Regions from separate parts of the Mus musculus genome. Here region 1 is linked to region 2. Evidence: chromatin contacts called from public Hi-C data. All regions are on one chromosome and are shown on one strand. The core of a region is the stretch at or near the end of the contact, and the rest is flanking DNA. Distances in the headings are between cores, read along the strand shown. Region 1 overlaps Ebf4 (early B cell factor 4). Region 2 holds the start of Idh3b (isocitrate dehydrogenase 3 (NAD+) beta).

Region 1 (3,005 bases), core at 328-2,827, 56 kb before region 2:
AGGCTTTCTGCCCACAGTGGAATTAAATAGAGTCATCAATAACAGGAGGAGGTTTGGAAACTCACAAATGATGGAGCAAAATAAGGCTCTTATAAATAATCAAAGCGGCAAGGAAGAGATCCCAAGAGAATCATAAAATCTTTTACGTAACAAAATGAAAACAGAACAACTAAAACTTATGTGATGTTGCCAGAGAAATGCTTGAGTGAAATTTTATGTAATTTATGTATTCTACATGAGCTATAGTTTAAAAAGGAAAAAAAAAGAGACAGACCTCAAATCTCCAAAGTAACCTTTAAAAACTGGGAAGACAGAAGCTACCCCCAGGGTAGACAACAGAAAGGAAACAGATGAGAGCAAAAATGAACGAAAATACAGATGCTTAAGTAAAAGTTGGTTACGTTGTTTTTTGTTTTGTTTTGTTTTAAGATCCACAAGGCTGCTGGTGAGATGCGCAGCAGGAAAAGACGCTTTGTGGATGAGCCCGAGGACCAGAGTTCCACCACAGAACTTCTTTTATCTTTCTTTTTTTCCAAGACAGAGTTTCTCTTATGTAGCCCTGGCTGTCCTGCAACTCACTCTGTAGACCAGGCTGGCTTCGATCTGCCTGCCTCTGCCTCCCAAGTGCTGGGACTAAAGGCGTGCGCCACTGCCCTGCTGCCACCTCAGAACTTTTAACCAAATTTGAACAGAAGAGCGACCGCTTGACCCACGGAGAGGCAGAAGTGTTTGCTTTCTTATATCACAAGACTAGTGCAGGAACCAAGGAGCATGTAGCAGTGTCACGGACTGTTGTACTTCTTGTCAAATTCCTTTTTGGCATGGGTCCCAACCTCCTTTTCTATGTTAGGTCTCCAGTGCCTGAGTCCTGCACTTCACCAGGTCCTGCTGCACATCTTCTGACATGGCGGCAGTTTCATTCACTGCCTTCCTAATGTACACATTAGAACCAGGTCACCATGGGCAGGAGCTGGGCTGGCTGACTGCTACCCTTTCCTGGGGGAGGGCCTGGTGCTACTCCGGCTGCCAAGAAGACAGGGTCTCAACAGAAGCCGTGGTGAAGCTAAAGGGTTAGTAGTTTTGGGTTTCTTTGTTTGTCGTTTAAAGGCAAGGCCTCATTTGGTAACTCAGAGAAATAGTTCAGTTAATGTTGATCAAGCAATTTTGATCAAAAGCCCAATTATGGTGGTTAGCAAGGTGTAGGACTAACACCCGTGCTTTATCTGGTCACTTTCTGATAGCATGTTACTTATTCTCTGTGTACTGTAGGACTTGGTGACTGGGTGTTAAAATCCATGCTAACAACAAAACCAACAAAAGTGGGAGAGATAGAAAGCTGTCGTCTGGCCTCTGCTCTTGCATGGTGGCATGTGTATTCTTACCACCAACAGTAAATTAAAAAATAAAAATAAAAATAGAGAAAGAGTAACAGCAGTGGCAAATGCTTAGACTGACAAAGAAAAAAACAAGATCCAAACTGCCAAAACTATGATTAAGAGAGGCGATAACCCAACCAGCCGGCAGCAGGAGGAATTGAGGGAGACCGCACACAGAAATTATGGACAACTGTACACCAGATAACTTAGATGAAATTGGCAAAACTTCAAAATGACTCAGCAGGATAATAGAATTAGGATGACAGGCTGAATTAGCCTTCTAAAAACCTTTCACAAAACCTCAGGTCTAAATGGTTTTAGTGTTAAATCCCACCAAATATTCAAAGAAAAATATCAATCTTTTACAACTCTCAACAAAACTAGAAGCCAAACCCTTATTTCATGTCCTGTTGAGGTTTGGCCTTTTGTTATCTATTGTAATGCTAAGTGCTAAGTATCTATTGTAATGTTATAAGACAACATGGTTGCCCCATAGACTAGAGAGTCTCCCACATAGACCTTGCCCCCCAAGTTATTTCTGACTGGTAAAGATGTCAAACAGCCAATAGTTGGGCAGAAGAGACATAGGTGGGGTTTAGGTTTCACAGGGTTGGGGTCAGAGGAGAATCACAAGGAGAAGACGGTGCAGGAGGAGCAATGAGAAGCAAAAGTGGATTAGGAGTAAAGAAAACATGGCCCTGAGGGCTGGCTAACTGGAGTTAAGAGCAGCCCAAGTGAAACATAGTAAGTAATGACTCGGGGTTATCGACAGGAAAGTAGATTCTAACAACACAGAGGGTAGGATCTGCCCAGCTCTAGTGTTTTTTTGAGGTTTATTGTAAATATAAAGGCTGTGTGTGCCTTTTATCCAAGAACTAAAGGGGGTGGGTAAAAATTTCTACAGCAACATACTATATAAAAATCAACTGAGGAGGCTGAAGAGATGACTCAGTGGCTAAGAACCCTTGATCTTGCAGGGGACTTGAGTTCACTTCCCAGCACCCACATGGTAGCTCACAACTACATGTAACTCCAGTTCCAAAGGATTCTACTCCCTCTTCTGGCCTCTTCAGGCACCAGGCATGTATGTGCTATACAAACATACACAGAGGCAAAACATTCAAACACATAAATAAATGTAAAAACACTTAGACAATAATAAGCATTGATTAGGGAGTAAGAAAGTAGAACCCTTATGTATCAGTGGTGGAGTAAAAGCTAGTGTACTTGTTTTGGGAATCAATTTGAGAATGTTGCAAATAGTCAAACAGAGTTAACCTATAACTCAGCAATTACATTTGAGTTAAAAATAGTTGCTGTATATGGAAAGCCTCTTAATATTGTTTGTATTTTGGAGCAAAGGTCTCTCCATCTTGACCTGGAACTTGTGGGTCCCCTGCCTTGGCCTCACAAGTAGCTGGAATTGTAAATCTGAGCTACTAAGCTTATCCACAAAACCTAGTACACAACGCTTCACATTAATATAATTCACAATCGCTCAAAGTAGAAACAGCCTGGCTATCTTTGAACTGATGAATAGACAAGTCAAAAGTAGTGGGATGGTATTTGTCAGGAAGATGAATGGAGTGGATGCTATTATAAATTATGATCTGCATGAACCTTGAAAAC
Region 2 (2,787 bases), core at 24-2,523:
TCCCAACAATGATAAAAGTAATTGATACAAGTCCATTAGGCAGGCATGGGGTACACGCCTTTAATCCTAGCACTTAGAAAGCAAAGAGGCAGGTGGATCTCTCTGAGTTCCAGGTCAGCCTGGTCTACATAGGAAGTTATAGGTCAACCAGGGATATAAAGAGAGATCCTGTCTCAACAAAACATACATGCCTGTTCTGATACACTTTCCGTGTAGCACTCAATAAATTATATGAGATACTCAACATTCTATTATAAAATAGACACTGGGTTTAGCAATCTAATGGAGTTTTGAGAGGAGATGATATAGAGGACCCGCCCCCCATCCAGGATCCCTGGGGACATAACTAAGCAGCTAAATCAATGTCAGTAACTCTTTATTTCCAGAAGTAGTGGGAGAGAAACTATCAGCTATCATGATGAATGAGTTTTCTGTTTACTGCATGAGAACAAATTCATGAGTGAAACACACACAGATCTATAATCAAACTATTGAAAACACACCATTTCACCTGTAATACATACATGGCTAGAGGTGCCCTGCAGGATAGTTATAATCTTCATCATATGTACAAAGGAGAATGTACAGGGATATACACAGCAATGTTGCTGAGAAGAGCCCAAATCAGATTTCATACTAGGTATCTGCCTATTTAAGAAAGGATTAAGCAATTTAGTAAATTTAAATTATAGCATACTATACAGTGGAGCAAAAGAATTAGCTTTTATTTTTCAGCTTCTTTTTTTTTTTTTCCAGGATGTGGTGGTGCACACCTTTAATTCCAGCACTTGGGAGGTGGAGGCAGGCGGGTCTATGAGTTTGAGGCCAGCCTGGTCTACAGAGCTACCTCATCAACTCCAAGTTAGTTTTCTTATCATAACCAGTTTTCTTTGTAATCTGAATTATTTTACCTATTTAAAAGAATTCTAAGTGACTAACAGTGAGTACTAGTTAAGAGAATAACGCATAACAGAACATTCAAACATTCACAAATTCCCAAGACTTCTCAACTTATTGTTAAACTCACATCCTTGTTCAATACTTGGCCATATATATTTGGATGTTGTTTTGAATTTTCAAGAGAAATTAAATCTGACGAGTGAAAACAAAGCAAACAGACAAACTGGTTGTGTGTCCTGTGACCCTACATTACCAAACAGAAGGAGAGAACTCAAGTGAATCCGTACACACCGCCGATTGGTACGGGAGAAAGAACCGCCAAGCTCGCCAGGGCTGACAGGAAGTCCAGCTCCCACGACCGCGCTCGCTTCCGGCGTCACTTCCCCCGCGACTTCCTCGGCCGAACATGGCAGCGCTGAGCAATGTCCGCTGGCTGACCCGAGTGAGGCCCGGGACGACCTGAGCGGAGGGTGGGCGGGAGAACAGAGGGTTTGTCCGCGGTTTCCAAAAGAAGGCAAGGTCATCGCGGTGTAAGGGGCCGCGGTGTCCCCGATCTGACCTTGTGTCTGTCGCAGGCGGTGCTCGCCGCTCGGAACTCCGGGGCATGGAGAGGTCTCGGAACATCTACGGCTCACGCCGCTTCCCAGAGCCAGGTACGCTTGAGTCCAGCTTCGTTCTCGCCCATCCTTGTCGCCTCCTTGCCGCTCCCCTGGGTTTCCCCTCCCCACCTCTTTCCCTCTGACTCCCACTTCTGCCCCTGCTCCATCTCTGCTGGCCCCACTCACAGGCACAAGATGTGAGGGTGGAGGGTGCCTTTCCTGTGACCATGCTGCCTGGAGACGGCGTGGGGCCAGAGCTCATGCATGCTGTCAAGGAAGTGTTCAAGGTGAATAGCCCGGGGCGGGGGATGGGTGGCGGATCAGGCTACAGGGATGGATGGGTTGTTGGAAAGTTCAGACCTGACCCAGCCCTGTGCTTGGACTTATCCCTGAAGGCTGCTGCTGTCCCTGTGGAATTTAAGGAGCATCATCTGAGCGAGGTGCAGAATATGGCTTCTGAGGAGAAGCTGGAGCAGGTGCTGAGTTCCATGAAGGAGAACAAAGTTGCCATCATTGGTTTGTATGGCACTCTGTCATTTAAGAGCAGTGTTCATAAAGCCCCTCTCTCTGCAGTGTGTATATATCAGTTTTCCAGACTGGCCTCTACTGACATTTAGGAATTTGTTTCTTCTCAGTGGCAAACCAGGAGTTAGTGATGTCAGGAAGGGGTTGGGACCTGCTGAGGCTGTGTCACCGGGGTCAGACCCTGTTAGTTGTGTCTGCGTGCCCATTCTTTTTTGGTTTGTTCATTTATTGTTTGTTGTTGTTGTTGTTGTTGTTGTTAGTTTTTCCAGGTAGGGTTTCTCTGTGTAGCCCCGGCTGTTCTGGAACTCTCTGTAGACCAGGCTGGACTCGAACTCACAGAGATCTGCCTGCCTCTGCCTCTCTGCTCTCTGCCTCTGCCTCCCAAGGGCTGAGATTAAAGGCACGGCCACCCTAACCCAGTGTGCGCTGATCATTCTAACCACTCCATTTCTTCTCTTGTGCTGTTTTATTCCCCATATTGGATTTTTAAAAATTTATTTATTTATTTATTTATTTAGCTTGTAGGTTTCCTCCTATAGACCCACTTTCTTGGACAGCCTCACTTGCAGGGCCAGCTTTTGCAGAGGAAAGTCAGTTCTTTATAATCTGGCCCCTGATGTTCCTGTTTTCCTTTCTACAATTTGTTCTGTGCGTTGCTCACAATCCGCTGTCCTAATTGTCCTGTATATGTCACTGTGTCACCTATCAGGATCTCCACTCACTTGTGGCATTAGTTTCCTATGACTGCCATTGGATGCTACTG

The links. A called contact is a pair of places that touch in the nucleus more often than the background predicts.
Region 1: a contact with region 2 is called in a Hi-C map of the G1E-ER4 cell line, with 1.8 times the contacts expected there. The contact joins the enhancer-like site here to the promoter of Idh3b in region 2. A contact is called at or near these places in 4 of 39 promoter capture datasets (the HPC-7 cell line, HPC-7-derived erythroid cells, hippocampal neurons and 1 more), 4 of 484 Hi-C or Micro-C datasets (the G1E-ER4 cell line, the N1E-115 cell line, muscle stem cells and 1 more), 2 of 115 datasets of contacts at active chromatin or transcription factors (both in embryonic stem cells) and 2 of 9 other capture datasets (adipose tissue and pancreatic islet).

The regions. Positions count from the first base shown.
Region 1 is chr2:130,339,208-130,342,212 of GRCm38.p6, reverse strand. All of the region lies in intron 6 of Ebf4 (early B cell factor 4), which reads right to left. Among named protein-coding and RNA genes, the nearest start is that of Gm39936, 3.8 kb to the left of the region's middle. Within about 2 kb of position 1,577, at least 4 of the 459 cell types and tissues checked have an H3K27ac peak or open chromatin away from gene starts, as enhancers often do. A contact at or near this core is called in the G1E-ER4 cell line and the N1E-115 cell line, where this site is marked.
Region 2 is chr2:130,282,937-130,285,723 of GRCm38.p6, reverse strand. It overlaps Idh3b (isocitrate dehydrogenase 3 (NAD+) beta), which reads left to right and starts at 1,273. Exons shown (of 12, transcript NM_130884.4): 1 at 1,273-1,342; 2 at 1,476-1,553; 3 at 1,688-1,786; 4 at 1,895-2,015. The coding sequence starts at 1,307.